3 separate regions of the Mus musculus genome follow, and all the other regions are linked to region 3. Evidence: chromatin contacts called from public Hi-C and promoter capture Hi-C data. All regions are on one chromosome and are shown on one strand. Each heading gives the region's core, a stretch centred on a gene start, on an enhancer-like site or on the middle of the called end of the contact. The rest is flanking DNA. Distances are from core to core; before and after follow the strand shown.

Region 1 (4,278 bases), core at 1,102-3,601, 740 kb after region 3:
ATCACGGACAACGACAAAGCCATGAAACGCTCCCCTTCTGCCTCTCCTCCTGAGGTTTTTGGGCTTCGAGTCTTATTTTAATTCATTTTGAGTTGTTTACTGTGTATGAGGTGAGATGAAGGCTGGAGTTCGCTGCACCCACAGACATCTAATTCTCCTCACGCTATCTCTTGGAGAGAGGACGGTTCTGCTTGGTATTTTCGTCAGTCTTGCCAGGTTCAGCGGACTGTAAGTCCACAGGTTTGTTTCTGGGCTGTCCCATTCATTGCACTGGTCTATGTATCTACCTTCATACCCATTTCAGACTGTTTTAATTACAGACTTGAAAGCAAGAATTATGGTACCATCGCCTTTGTTTTTCCGCCCACAAGATTGTTTTTGGCTACCTTGGACTCTTATTTGGTTCCCCATGAATTTCACATAGTGACTTCTCTTTCTCAGTTAAAAAAAATGCAATAAGGATGTTGACAGAGGTGACTCAAGACAATAGGCCCTTTTAGCATCTACTCTGAGGCTGGTTCTGTCTTGCTAGTTTTCGAGAGTGCTACACAGAGCAAATGTAGTAACATTGTCTGGCTTTGTTCTTACTACTGTTTGTCATGATTTAACAAAAGGAAGCTCAAACCATGTGCTGTCACAATTATTAATCTCTATTGTTATATGCATGTTACTGGAAGGCCTTCTATACTCAGGTCTATATTCATGGTGCTTTTTTTTCATTTCTACACTTACAACTTTTCTATGTAGAACACATTCATGTGCCCTGGGTGAAGAGATCTAGTTCTCAGCCAAAAAGGTAGCCACTGTTGCAGTGGGATTCACCAAGTGATCCATTCTTCGTAACGCTCAGTACCAAATTTTCCATGTATCCAGATGGTATCGGCCCTTTCAACACGAGAGCAAAGTTGAGATCACCAATGCATAAGAAGGAAAGACAGCAGGTGCACAGTGTGGCGGCATCTCATCTCCTCCCCAGAGTAGGTCTGCAGCTCTCAACCACCTCCCGACATTGGAGAAAGGAGATGTAGAAAGCCACACGACCCCAGGCCATGTTTATGAAATGGCACAGATGGAGCAGGTGTGTTCCTGCTCCCAGGGCAGACACCATGGCACCTGGCAGGGATGATCTATAAAGGAGTCCACGGACTGGGTAAACACAACTTGGGATGCCTGAGATATCCCCAAGAGCAACTATGAGTGTCGGAGCCACGGTAAATGCTGTGGGTATGACAACTTCCTCATAAACAGCAGGCACGTTTTATTTAGAGCCAGTGTTGCCTAGAATTCCATAGTGTAATACCCTTTAAATAAACCACACCGGCTAGACCTCTGGAAGGTGGTTCATAGCCTCAGTGGGTTTCCCCACTTGCTTTGAGGGTTTCCTAGAACACATCAGGGTGGGATTGGGGAGGCGCCTTCAATGTAAAGCCATGAAAAGCGATCAACAAGAAGTACTGTTAGCCTCGATAGCAGTAGCAGCAGGGGCAGCTACCATGTGAGAGCTAGGGATGAAAATAGTCTACACGGTCAAACCCATTCCCACACTGGGATTTATCTCCTGAACATTCCCGTGCAGCCAGACGAGAAACTCAAGCCCTGGAGAGGCTTAGCAAGTAGCCAGAGGTCAGGACGGAAATAGAGAGGAGGAGAATCAAGATTTACACCAACGTCCGAGCCGCACAAGGTCACAGCTTCTTCATTGTCTTCGGAGGTAACAGAATTTCTTTACAATAACTGTTAAACTAAAATAATGATGGAAATTTTCAAATATTATTTCATACACTCCCCCCTCACCCACTCCCGAAAAAAAAAAAAAACCCCTCAATCAGGGGCTGGAGAGATGGCTCACAGATTAAACGCATTACTGGGGAACAGGGTTCAGTTCCCAGAACCTACATGGGAGCTCACAACTAACTTCAGATCCAGGGGATGTGACACTGTTCTTTGGCCTTCCAGGGTACTGAATGCATGTGGTACACTGGCAGACATTCAGGCAAAACACACATTAAAAAAAATAGTCTTTACAACATTAAATAAAATACATAAAATATCTTAAAAATCAATCAATCAATCAATCAATCAATCAATCAATCAGCGATTGGCCAGCATATGGCCAGTGCTTCTATATTGTGGATCATATCAGAAACTAGTATGAAGCTTTTTGAAAATAATATGATTATCCAAGCAACTATACAACGCATGTGCGCTCCACTCTGAAGTAGCCGTCACAAGAAAACTTCGCAAACGTTGACAGAAATGATTGCAAAACAACTCATAATGCAATCACTGTGAATGTGACAGAGAACCAACTCGAATAGCCAAGAGGCTCAATGCTATCACACTTACACTGGGTGACCCATTAAAGCTGATCACTCCACGGCATGTAACAAAAAGGAATGTCAATAGTTCCAAGCAGGGTTGCTTCAAAAGCCACACAGGGGAAGTTTTCCTCAGTAGGCTCAAACTAATTCCAGGCCCACCTTGAGTTGTGAAACTAACTGACATGCGTACAGCCGGGTAGGAACCCACAGCTCATGGTTGAATTCTGTGCTGACAATGTGAGATCCTGTATAACAGAGACTTTACACGCTGTAACGTGGCCTTTCTTTTTTCTGGCTTTCTGCTGTGATGTGCAATGGGAGCCATGTGACTTATACTAGCACTGTAATAAAAAATGAGAACCTGTAGGCAGTGCATGGCTGGCTGCATACAGTCCTGCGTGTCATACAGAGAAACGTCAATGAATACATTTTACAAGATCTTTAGATCCCCCAAAGGAAGTATTAGACAGTGTAGTTGAATGGCTTTAAGTTATAGGCTGTCTTAGAAATGTCCGACCAAGAATGTGTATGGGGGAAGTCAGAAACATAGAACTAACTGTTGAGTTAGTACAAGAAGTTAAAAGTTATACCTTAAGACCATTTTACAATTAAAGATGATCTGATTTAAAATAACACATTTGGAGAAGTATCCAGTTTTATTTCACATGAACCATATTTTAAAAATCAGTTTAAGTTAATTTGATCTGTATAACAAGATGTCATCCTCTGTGTTAGATGGCTCAACAAATCATGCTGCCCAAATGCCCATGTCATAGCAGCTAGTTACACCTTAAATCCTGAATTTCGACTTAGAACTATACCAGCAAAAGTAATTACAAATAAATTTCAGTATGTTTAATCATTACTTTTCAAATAAAAATATTTTAATATATTCATAAAGTGGCCACTTACCTGAATTAAAAGCTGTAAACAGACTCTTCCTTGAAGGACCTAGAATGGGACAGAAATATAAACACACACTTTATTGGAAATGCTAGGCAAATCTCTAGTTATCTTGTAAATAGCAGTGATTTCATTTTCTAAAAGCCCTCCTTTAACCTCTAAATTTTAGGTTACAGCTATCCACTGAGAAAATTCCAACATATAAACAACTTGATCAAGTACACTTTTTCAAATATAGACAATATAGTATCTAATTCGTAGTAAGACTGGTAAGAATTAATCATCAAAACACAGCATCAATTTTAAAAAGACAAAGCGTGGTATATTTTGTAGTCGAGGGCAATTAAAGCTCATTTTAAATTTTAATTAATTTATTTATTGTTTATTCTAGTGTCTGAATCCAGGGCCCACAGATTGGGGAGAAAACTCCACCATTGAACTATACTCCAGCCAAAAGGAGGCCCATCTCTTAGCTTGTGCTTTCACTCTTCTTCTGCACACAGGAAACAGGCTACACTTTGTGAAAGAGGGATGCTGGTGTGTGCCCTCCCAAGGCTGTGAAGGAGAATACACTAGAGATGTTTCTCCAAGCTGATGCAATATAAAATGCAGCCAGGAACCATACAGGTAGACATTGGAAGAGCTATAAGCACCCGTGCTCGACATCCAATACTCATCAAGTGACTAACCATCTGTAGAAGACTGGTTGGAGGACTGGTGAGGTGGCTCAGTGGTTAAGAGCGCCGACTGCTCTTTCAAAGGTCCTGAGTTCAAATCCCAGCAACCACATGGTGGCTCACAACCATCCGTAACGAAATCTGATGCCCTCTTCTGGAGTGTCTGAAGACAGTGTACTTACATATAATAAATAAATAAGTAAAATATTAAAAAAAAAAAGAAGAAGAAGAAGAAGAGGGAGAAGAAGAAGGAGAAGAAGAAGGCGGCTGGTTGGAACAGCCAGAGACCATCTGCAGGACTTTAGGAAGAAGATCATCTCCCTTTACAAGTATGTAGCCATCATAAAGAGACCTCCACAAGATGCATATGTCAACCT
Region 2 (4,382 bases), core at 1,647-4,146, 620 kb after region 3:
AGCTTACGATAATTGGTGGTTAGTATGGAAATGAAAAATTTATTAACTTTTTCAGCCTAGTAGATAAACATTTCCCAATAATAAGTCTACCTATTAAAGGGAAGGAAAAGGTCAAAGAGTTTCTTAACATGATCCTAAGACATCTAAAGTATAGGTCTCTTGGGACACCTTGTTTAATTGTGAAGTTCTTTTGTGTAGCTCGCTAGTTCCTACTGAGTCTCCCCCAGGGAGGAGAACAATTGGTTATCAAATAGCCCTGAAAATATACAAGTGACATTATAAAGGCTGAACAAGACACACACACACACACACACTTGTATGTAACAATAATTATTAAATAGGTATCAAGTCTCTTCAGTAAGGCTTTGTTTTGTTTGTGATGGTCCACTATGTTGCCAAGGGTAGCCTTGGACTTGGGCCCAAGAGACCCTATTATTTTCCGCCTCCTGAATAGTTAGTCTGTAGGTGTGTGCCCTTCTGTGTCTAAGGCCTCAAAGTCTGCATTGCTGAGGGATTATGCTACATCTCCATATTTCACAAAGTAACTTAAAGATTTCTCCAAAACACACAAAAATAATCCCATCGGCCCATGTCGTAGTTAGGGTTTTACTGCTGTGAACAGACACCATGACCAAGGGAACTCTTATAAGAACAACATTCAGTTGTGACTGGCTTACAGGTTCAGACGTTCAGTCCATTATCATTAAGGTGGGAACATGGCAACATCCAAGCAGGCATGGAGAGGCAGGTGCTGAGAGATCTACATCTTCATCTGAAGGCTGCTAGTGGAAGACTGACTTCCAGGCAGCTAGGATGAGGGTCTTAAGCCCATGCCCACAGTGACACACCTACTCCAACAAGACCACACCTCCTAAGTGTGCCACTCCCTGGGCCAAGCAAATACAAACCCATTACCTCCATTTGTCTTTTAATGTAGGTCAAAGTAGAGAAGTATTCAAAAACACTGTCCTGCCATTCGAAGCTTTCTAGTAGTAGCTTATAGACACTATGTCAAAACTTTCAGATTTCTTTTCGATGCACTTAAGACAGGAGCAGCCAACTGGAAGACAAAGGCCATCCAGGCAAACTCAAGGCTACCTGTTGTTCCAAATCAAAGAGAAACTGTCATGGTTCGGGGTTCTATTATTCTCTAATCAGTGATTCTCCAAGATGCCAGAGTCTTCCCCAAACTGCTCATGTGTAAGCACCAAGAGTTTCACAGCCCAAGAAAAGTCAGGCTTGCACGACAAATGTTTCTGAAGTGGCTTACATTGACATGAGGGTATGTATATAAACAACTCGTAAGAGGCACTCTTTGGATACACAGGAAAACATGAATCACTGAAACTCTGCAGCAGAGGTAGGAGAGGCAGCGGCAGGCAATCTTAGACCAGAAGTTCCTGCTTTTTAGTTCCCCTGTCATTGGATGGCTTTTGCTGCAAGTATGCAGCCGATAATGGTACGTCTTTATCACCTGATGCTTCCTGGCATTGAAAAGGTCATTTCTTTTTGCCTCATGGAAATTATGTAGCTGGGGTCCTTGTCTTACCCTATGTTACCTTTGATGACTGACTTGGGGAATAGCAAAGATTTTGACATTGCTTCTAAGAACCCCTCAGAGTACGCTGGCAGAAATATGCGCCCAATGGAGTAGAAGCGGCATTAGCAGTAGTTATTTTAAGTAGACATCTTAGTGTTTTCTATGACTAAGATTCTCATTGCTCCTGTTTTGACAAGCACGGGGGCACCCACCTTTAGTTCCAGTACTTGCAGGGTGCAGAGGCAGGTGGATCTCTGTGAGTTAGAGGCCTCTCTATGGTGTGTTCAAGGACAGCAAGGGCAAAGTAGAGAGACCTCAAACAAATAAGAAATGTCTGACTTTAAAAAAATAATAATTTTGTAATCCGTCTTGATTCTATTTAGATGGAAGATTATTTTGAGAAGTTAAATGTCTTTATTTAGGGAACAAGCAAGGAATGCCCAATATTTAGTTTTTTTTTTAAGTTTATTTTTCTAAGCAAATTCTTAATAGTGTGCACTAGTTTGAAGGGATTTTTTTTTAACTAAGTAAGACCAAAAGGAGCAATGAGAATCTTAGTCATAGAAAACACTAAGATGTATAATTAAAATACTATTTAGAAAACAATCCATGGGCAAAAAAATAAAAACCATATAAGAGAAGGACTAACATTTCACTCTGACTTTTGATGGCCCAGGACTGCTAATAATGCTCTTCTCCTCCATTGGGCGCATATTTCCTCCCAGCGTACTCGGAGGGGTTCTTAAAAGGCCTTTCTAGACTTAGGTCCACACTGACAGCCCGCTCTACCGCAACCGGAAGTCCAGTTCTTTCCCCATACTGTTCCCGCTATCTGCTTATCCTCCCGTCTCCTCTCTTCTCTCTGGTTCTCCATTTGTTAAGCTCATACAAGCAGTTGCTGTGAGCCCCTCTGACTGCAGACAGGCAGCCCCGTCCCTCCCCACTATGACAGCTCCTTCACCTGCATAAGATGCGCAGGTTCATCAGGTCCAGGACTAGATGCGCTCTTACCCTGTCTCTGACCAGGCCTAAAAGGAGCAGCCACAACCAACAATATTTTTTAATGCGATAGCAAACCCATTTTTTTTTTTTTTTTTTTTTTTAGTGCAAGTAAGAGAACACCTGGGGACCAAGAGAAACTTAAGACGCACTTTTTTGCTAAGAAGCAAGACCCTACCAGAGAAGGTGGACTGATTCCTGATTCCATCATCTAGGTCACCTTAGGCCTTCCTAGTCATTTGTCTTCCCAGTGCTTGGTAATAGCTCTATCCGTCACCACTCCACCAGGGGGCAGAAGAGATCACATTACACAGGGGAAAAAAATTTTTTTTAATCTTCTTTTTTTTCCCCCAAATTGTGTTTCCCCCAGTGAAACCGAATCCTCCAGCTGTGGTGTCCCAGGCGCCGCCTCCCCTCTGCGCCCCTGCCCTGCCCTGGACAGCCTGTCGCGCCGTCTGCAGTCCTGAACTATTCTGCAGGTCACCAGCCCTGAAGATGAAGTTTTGGCTGCTGCTCGGACTTCTGTTGCTACACGAAGCGCTGGAAGATGGTGAGTGACTCTGGCTTCTGACCGCCTTCGCCCAGTCCGAGATTCTCTCAGCAACTCCTCTAACTTTTGGCCATAGGGATCGTCCCCAGCGCTGGTCACCTTCCGGTGTACCTGGCTCGTCCTAGAAGGGTCCCCTTTCTTCTTTTCCTTTCCCCCATCGCCCTGAAGAACTCCTGTGAAGGCGGCGGTTGCACTGACCGAAAGAGCCTATCAGGACTTCTCTAGCCTTATCAGAAAGCCACAGGCGATCGAACCGATCTACCCCATCTTCCCCAGACGGAGCCTGGTCCAGCCCCCTGTGTCAACGTGTCGGTCTGATGGCGCGCCCGCAGTGGCTCGCTTCCACCTTTATACGACCGATCCTCGCCCTGGACTATTGTAGCCGGTGCCACCTAAGCAAAGAGATTCTTGTGGAAAATTCCCTGTGTGTCTTCCTTCCCCATTACAGTCTTGTTTTGTTTGCTTGTTGTTGTTGTTGTCGTTGCTGTTGTTGTATACCAATCTGAACTAAAATCCTGCTAGATTTGCCTAGGTCTTTTAACAACAACAACAACAAAATGCTGCACTAAACCAATTTAAAAAAAAAAAAAAAAAAACTAGACCGCAGTTATATTTTCCGTATAAATAAGAGGATGGATGGAAACAAAGCCTACTTTTTTTTTTTGTAGCACATAGGAGGGCCTTGCATCATTTAATTTTTTAAATTGCATTTAGTGTGTGTGTGTGTGTGTGTGTGTGTGTGTGTGTGTGTGTGTGTGTGTGTGTGTGTGTGTGTGTTTGGGAGTGTGTATGCTACAGCAGACTTATGAAAATCAAAAGGCACCGTGCAGGGGTGAGCTTCCTCCTTGCGCTATGGTAATGAAAAGGAGCCACTTCACCAACCACTACATCACTTTAAAAAATGTTTATTTGAGATGTGTACCTGCCCTAGGTCCATCCTGTATTGTAGACAGATAACCGTAGGATTAGGCTTTATTACGTGTGTGTGTGTGTTTGTGTGTGTGGTTTTTATACACTATACATTTTTTTAAGTACATATCACTGCTAATTATTTTAATTTAATTAATTATTTTATTTCCTGCATCATTTATTTAATCGTTGCTGTTTGCATAGTACATCTGGCGACCGATCTCAAGGCTTCCTTAAAATTCCTCAGTTACTGCCACAAATGTGCTCCTTAGATTTGGTTGAAAAGTGTCTTGCTGTTATGCAATCCCATGCTGGAGCCGGCTCAACCTGGCTTGGGACTGATCCACTCATCAATCCCGACCCTTCCATCCGGGTTTCCATTCT
Region 3 (4,267 bases), core at 22-2,521:
ACAAGTTTAGAGGACCTATGGTACACACACATCGCCACACACACACACACACACACACACACACACACACACACACACACACACACACACACTTATACATGCATACCTTAGGGAACTAAATGCCTAAAAATGTTTGAAATCAGAGACGACAAAAAAAAAATTCCTGGGAAAGTATGGAGCTGCCATAAGTCATGCTAGTGGAATTAACAGGCTTCAGTGGAAAACAGATAACCTAAAATAGATACTGTCCTTATATGTCACAGATATCTTTTTTACCATTTTTAGGAGCTTTAAGGAAGTAAAACTGTATTAATCTCTATTAAAGCAAAACGTAACACAGCATATATAATGGGTTACTTGAAGATAAGGGGTGAGGGACAGACATAGTAGGATATAGGCCAGAAAACCAAGCAATTAAACTTGGATGTTGCTGACTATCCTTCTAGATCTGAAACTTTTCAGGGGTTCCTGGCACCGTTCCACACAAAGAGCAATGCAGGCATAACTCAGTCAGTAAAGCTGATGCTGGCAACGTGTACACACACACACACACACACACACACACACACACACACACACTGTATAACGTGCATAAAAGAGGGCACACTGCACTTCTCAGTTACATTTATACCATCAGTCACCCACACACACAATTGAGTCATAAGAATGATGAAAACCCGTTGTTTCACATATTTGACGGTTTTATTGAACTGAGTAATGTCACATACACATACTAGTAGTTCCTAAAAAATATTAACACTAACTATAAATCATTAGCCTGTCCTTGCCCAAAGTCCAGAAGCCAGCCTTATGGAGTCCAAAAATATTCATTCAGAACTGCAGACTTTATGATTGAAGCAACGGTCTGCACGCAACCACAAAGCGCTCGGAGCATCAGAGAATTCGGCACCGAGCAGGGCACCCAGAGCAGCGCGGCCTGTCTTGGAGGGGCGCCGGGTCACCCCGCAGCTCGGCTCCTGGAGTTCCGCCTCCCAGCGGTTCCCCAGGGTTGGGGGTCCCTTGCCCACAGCCGTGGTTACGGGCGCCGTCCTCTACCACGGCGTGGCTGGGCTGAGGAAGCAGGAAGGAGAACAGCCTGGACTTGGGAAGCTTTGGAGCTTCTCTCGCCCGTGCGCTGCATCCCACGGCGACTCTCGGGGAAGCACCGCCCGGGCTACGGAGGACCGCGGGTCCGCTCCGAGCTCCAGCACCGCGCCGACTTCTCGCGAGATTTCGGCCCGCCCCTCCCGCCCCCCTCCGTCCCCTCGGCTCGGCTCGGCCCGGCCCGCAGCTCCCGCTATGGCTGCGCTGCGGAGGTTCCTGTGGCCGCCGCCTCGGCTGTCGCCGGCGCTCGCCCCTCAGCAGCCCTTCCTCTCACCGTGGGGGCGGCCTGCGGGGACGGCTCCCGGGATGTCGGGCCGGCCCTTCTCCTGCCGGGAGGAGGACGAGGGGGCCGTCGCGGAGGCGGCGTGGCGGCGGCGACGCTGGGGCGAGCTGAGCATCGCGGCGGCGGCTGGCGGGGGGCTGGTCGGCCTTGTGTGCTACCAGCTGTATGGGGACCCCAGAGCCGACCCCTCGGAGCTAGCGGCCCCGGAACTCGAGGACCCGCCCCGCGGCAGGGGGCTGCTGCCCATCCCGGTGGCTGCTGCCAAGGAGACGGTAAGTGCCTGAGCGCGTGCGCGCACCGCGCAGGTGACGCCAGAGGGCTGGACTGCCAGGTGTGCCACCTGCCCAGGGAGGGCTTGGGGGTCGCGGTGACACTTGACTGACACTTGACAGTGGAGGTTGTGGAAGCACTGCGAGCTCCTGTAACAGAGAGTGAGGAACCTCCAGTGAGCAGCGTAGATCCACGCCAGGCACGTCTCTGTGCACTAGGATGCTCTGGGAGAGATGAAGATGATGCTGTCACTCATGCCTCAGCACCGTTCTGGTTGCTGCAGCTACCGTCGAGCAACCAAATACAAACCAGACACCCCACCCCACGACACACAGTGTCACAACTAAAGGACTTGACAGGCATAAACACGAAGAAGTAAGTGATGAGTGAGAGACAGCAAGAGCAAATATTCCTGGAAGCGAGTGCTGGATGCATTCTGAAGGCTTCTTTAGATATTGGAGTCTGCCAATTAGTGTACAGCAGTCCCAAGAGAGGTGTTGCTATACTGGGAAGGGAAACGTTACTCAAAAGTAGTACACCTCTCTTTCTCTTTCTCTCAATAAACCCAGAATCCCTGACATGATAGGTTAGAACAAACAGGAAGAGAGGTCATGAAAGGTGGGAAACTATGAGTGAAGCTAACTGCAGAAGTATCATATAAAAACGTTGAGCTACAATGTAGTTCTGATATAAGGTAAAGACTGTTAAGGCAAGAAGAGTAAGGGATGTGTCCTGTGTCCCCCTACCCCCCCCACTCCACTCCAACACACACTGTTCTCTGTTTAATTGTCATGTAAATGACTTCAAGAATTAGCCTAGGGAATATTTCTACATCAAGACTAAAAGGATATGACAAGATTGGGTGAAATAGTGCCCCTTTTAACCTTAATGAAATTTTGTATTTTTTTTCTCCTGTATGTAGGTCTGTAGTGGCCATGTACAAGTACCCAGCTTCTTGTGTATGTTTTGGATCCAGGTTGGCAGTGCATTTAGGTTAGGGGATCTCTGCTATCCACCTTTGCTTAGTGATAAATGACACGCACGCTGTGTAAAGTACTTTTATACAAATAAATAATCAAGTACTAGCAAACACTGTCAGCCTTCAACCCCACACATACAGACATGCTATTTTGTGGCTTAGGAGAGTAGCATGACATTTGTCTTTTGACCACGTGAGAACTTTTAGTCAACTGGAGTTGGTCTGGAAACAGATTAATGAGGTAGGGAACATGCAAATAGTGTTTTCTTTCCTCCCTTTTAAAAATGAACGTTACCTTTAAATTGGAGAAACTGGATCACGTGGTTCCATGAGTGCTCTGAAAGCTAGACTCTGACTCAACAACACTGTGGGCGTTAACTAAGTTAATAGATCTGGAACAGAATGGACCACCTCCTGCGTAGTAAACATTTGTCCGCTTTGCCTTTATTCATTTATTTTGTGGTTTTGTTTCTTTTTATGTTACTAGTGGCCAAGTCCAGGACATCATGCATGCTGCATAGTGGTCTATCACAGCCAGACTAGCCTCCCTAGGTCCTTTATTGTCTATTAGTATTTACTTACATTAGTATTGTTTCATCTGCATACAATTTTCCATGTGGTGTTTTAGAAATAAACTGATACTAACATCCCATGTCTTTTCCATCCCAGTCTCTGCTTCAACATTATAGTTGTCATACCTTTTGCATGTGATAGTTTTTCCTTGTGTAAACCGTGTTATTGTCCTGTTATTATCCGGATATTGGAATTTTCACGATAATGAGCTTTGGCTTGAACATTTTTTTATGCTTGTACTAGGTGCTTTCATGACAAAAGACCTTTCATTGTGGAAATTCATGTCAAAAAGGTTCATAGACTGTTAAACTATTTCTTTCCTCTTTTTCTTCTCTGGAAAGAGGGTCTGAATTTAAGCCTGACATCCTAATGCTAATTTGTGTCTTTTTAAAATGCATCCACTGGGCATTATAACCAGGCTTCAGCATGTCTACAAAAAGACATGTTCACTTGTAGAAGTCTAGGTTTGGTATATAACCTAGAGGAAGAAACATTTTTCTTCCAGATCCTGCAGATTTGGGATTTGTATTAGCTGTATCATAGTTGCCATGAATAGTACCTGACAGGAACAGTTGAAGGGAGGAGAGTTTTATCTTGACTCACAGTATCAGGGGATAGCCGCCATGACTGCAGGCGTGTGAGGCGCTGGTCACCTGGCACCCACAGTCAGGATGCACCTGGCATCCACAGTCAGGATGCACAGAGAGATGCATGTTCGTGCTCAGATCACTGTTTGAAGGCTGTTTGCAGTCCAGTCCAGTGTGTCACCCACAGTTGGGCTGGATCTTTGCCAACATACCTGATCCAGTCAAGAAACTCCCTGGGAAACATGCTCAGAGATTTGTCCCCCTAGGTAGTTTGGGGTCCTATCAAGTTGATAACCAACATCAACCAAGGTGGGACTGTCTTAAAGAAAAATAGCTATCCTCTTGGAAACTCTGTAATTTATCTTTAATAACTTTAAAGAAGTGAAGATATTCTACCTAAAGGTTAAAAAGGACAATTGAAATCATTAAAATAATTATATTAGCCCTATACTTTATTGCATTTAGGTATTT

What was found. Promoter capture Hi-C pulls out the DNA fragments that hold promoters and counts their contacts. Hi-C and Micro-C count contacts between places; a contact is called where the count stands out from the background.
Region 1: a contact with region 3 is called in a Hi-C map of myeloid progenitors, with 3 times the contacts expected there. The contact joins the enhancer-like site here to the promoter of Micu3 in region 3. A contact is called at or near these places in 2 of 39 promoter capture datasets (the C10 cell line and cranial neural crest), 6 of 484 Hi-C or Micro-C datasets (the Ba/F3 cell line, cerebellum, embryonic fibroblasts and 3 more) and 1 of 9 other capture datasets (macrophages).
Region 2: a contact with region 3 is called in a promoter capture Hi-C map of the HPC-7 cell line. The contact joins the promoter of Pdgfrl here to the promoter of Micu3 in region 3. A contact is called at or near these places in 3 of 39 promoter capture datasets (the HPC-7 cell line, embryonic stem cells and stem cell-derived epiblast-like cells).

Annotation. Positions count from the first base shown.
Region 1 is chr8:41,044,815-41,049,092 of GRCm38.p6, forward strand. It overlaps Mtus1 (mitochondrial tumor suppressor 1), which reads right to left. Exons shown (of 14, transcript NM_001005863.2): 5 at 3,234-3,272. Among named protein-coding and RNA genes, the nearest start is that of Gm16193, 6.1 kb to the right of the region's middle. Within about 2 kb of position 2,352, at least 26 of the 459 cell types and tissues checked have an H3K27ac peak or open chromatin away from gene starts, as enhancers often do. A contact at or near this core is called in macrophages and myeloid progenitors, where this site is marked.
Region 2 is chr8:40,923,337-40,927,718 of GRCm38.p6, forward strand. Pdgfrl (platelet-derived growth factor receptor-like) reads left to right here and starts at 2,897. Exons shown (of 6, transcript NM_026840.3): 1 at 2,897-3,089. The coding sequence starts at 3,035.
Region 3 is chr8:40,306,752-40,311,018 of GRCm38.p6, forward strand. Micu3 (mitochondrial calcium uptake family, member 3) reads left to right here and starts at 1,272. Exons shown (of 15, transcript NM_030110.2): 1 at 1,272-1,659. The coding sequence starts at 1,300. Mir7666 (microRNA 7666) reads right to left here and starts at 1,178; the gene lies at 1,124-1,178.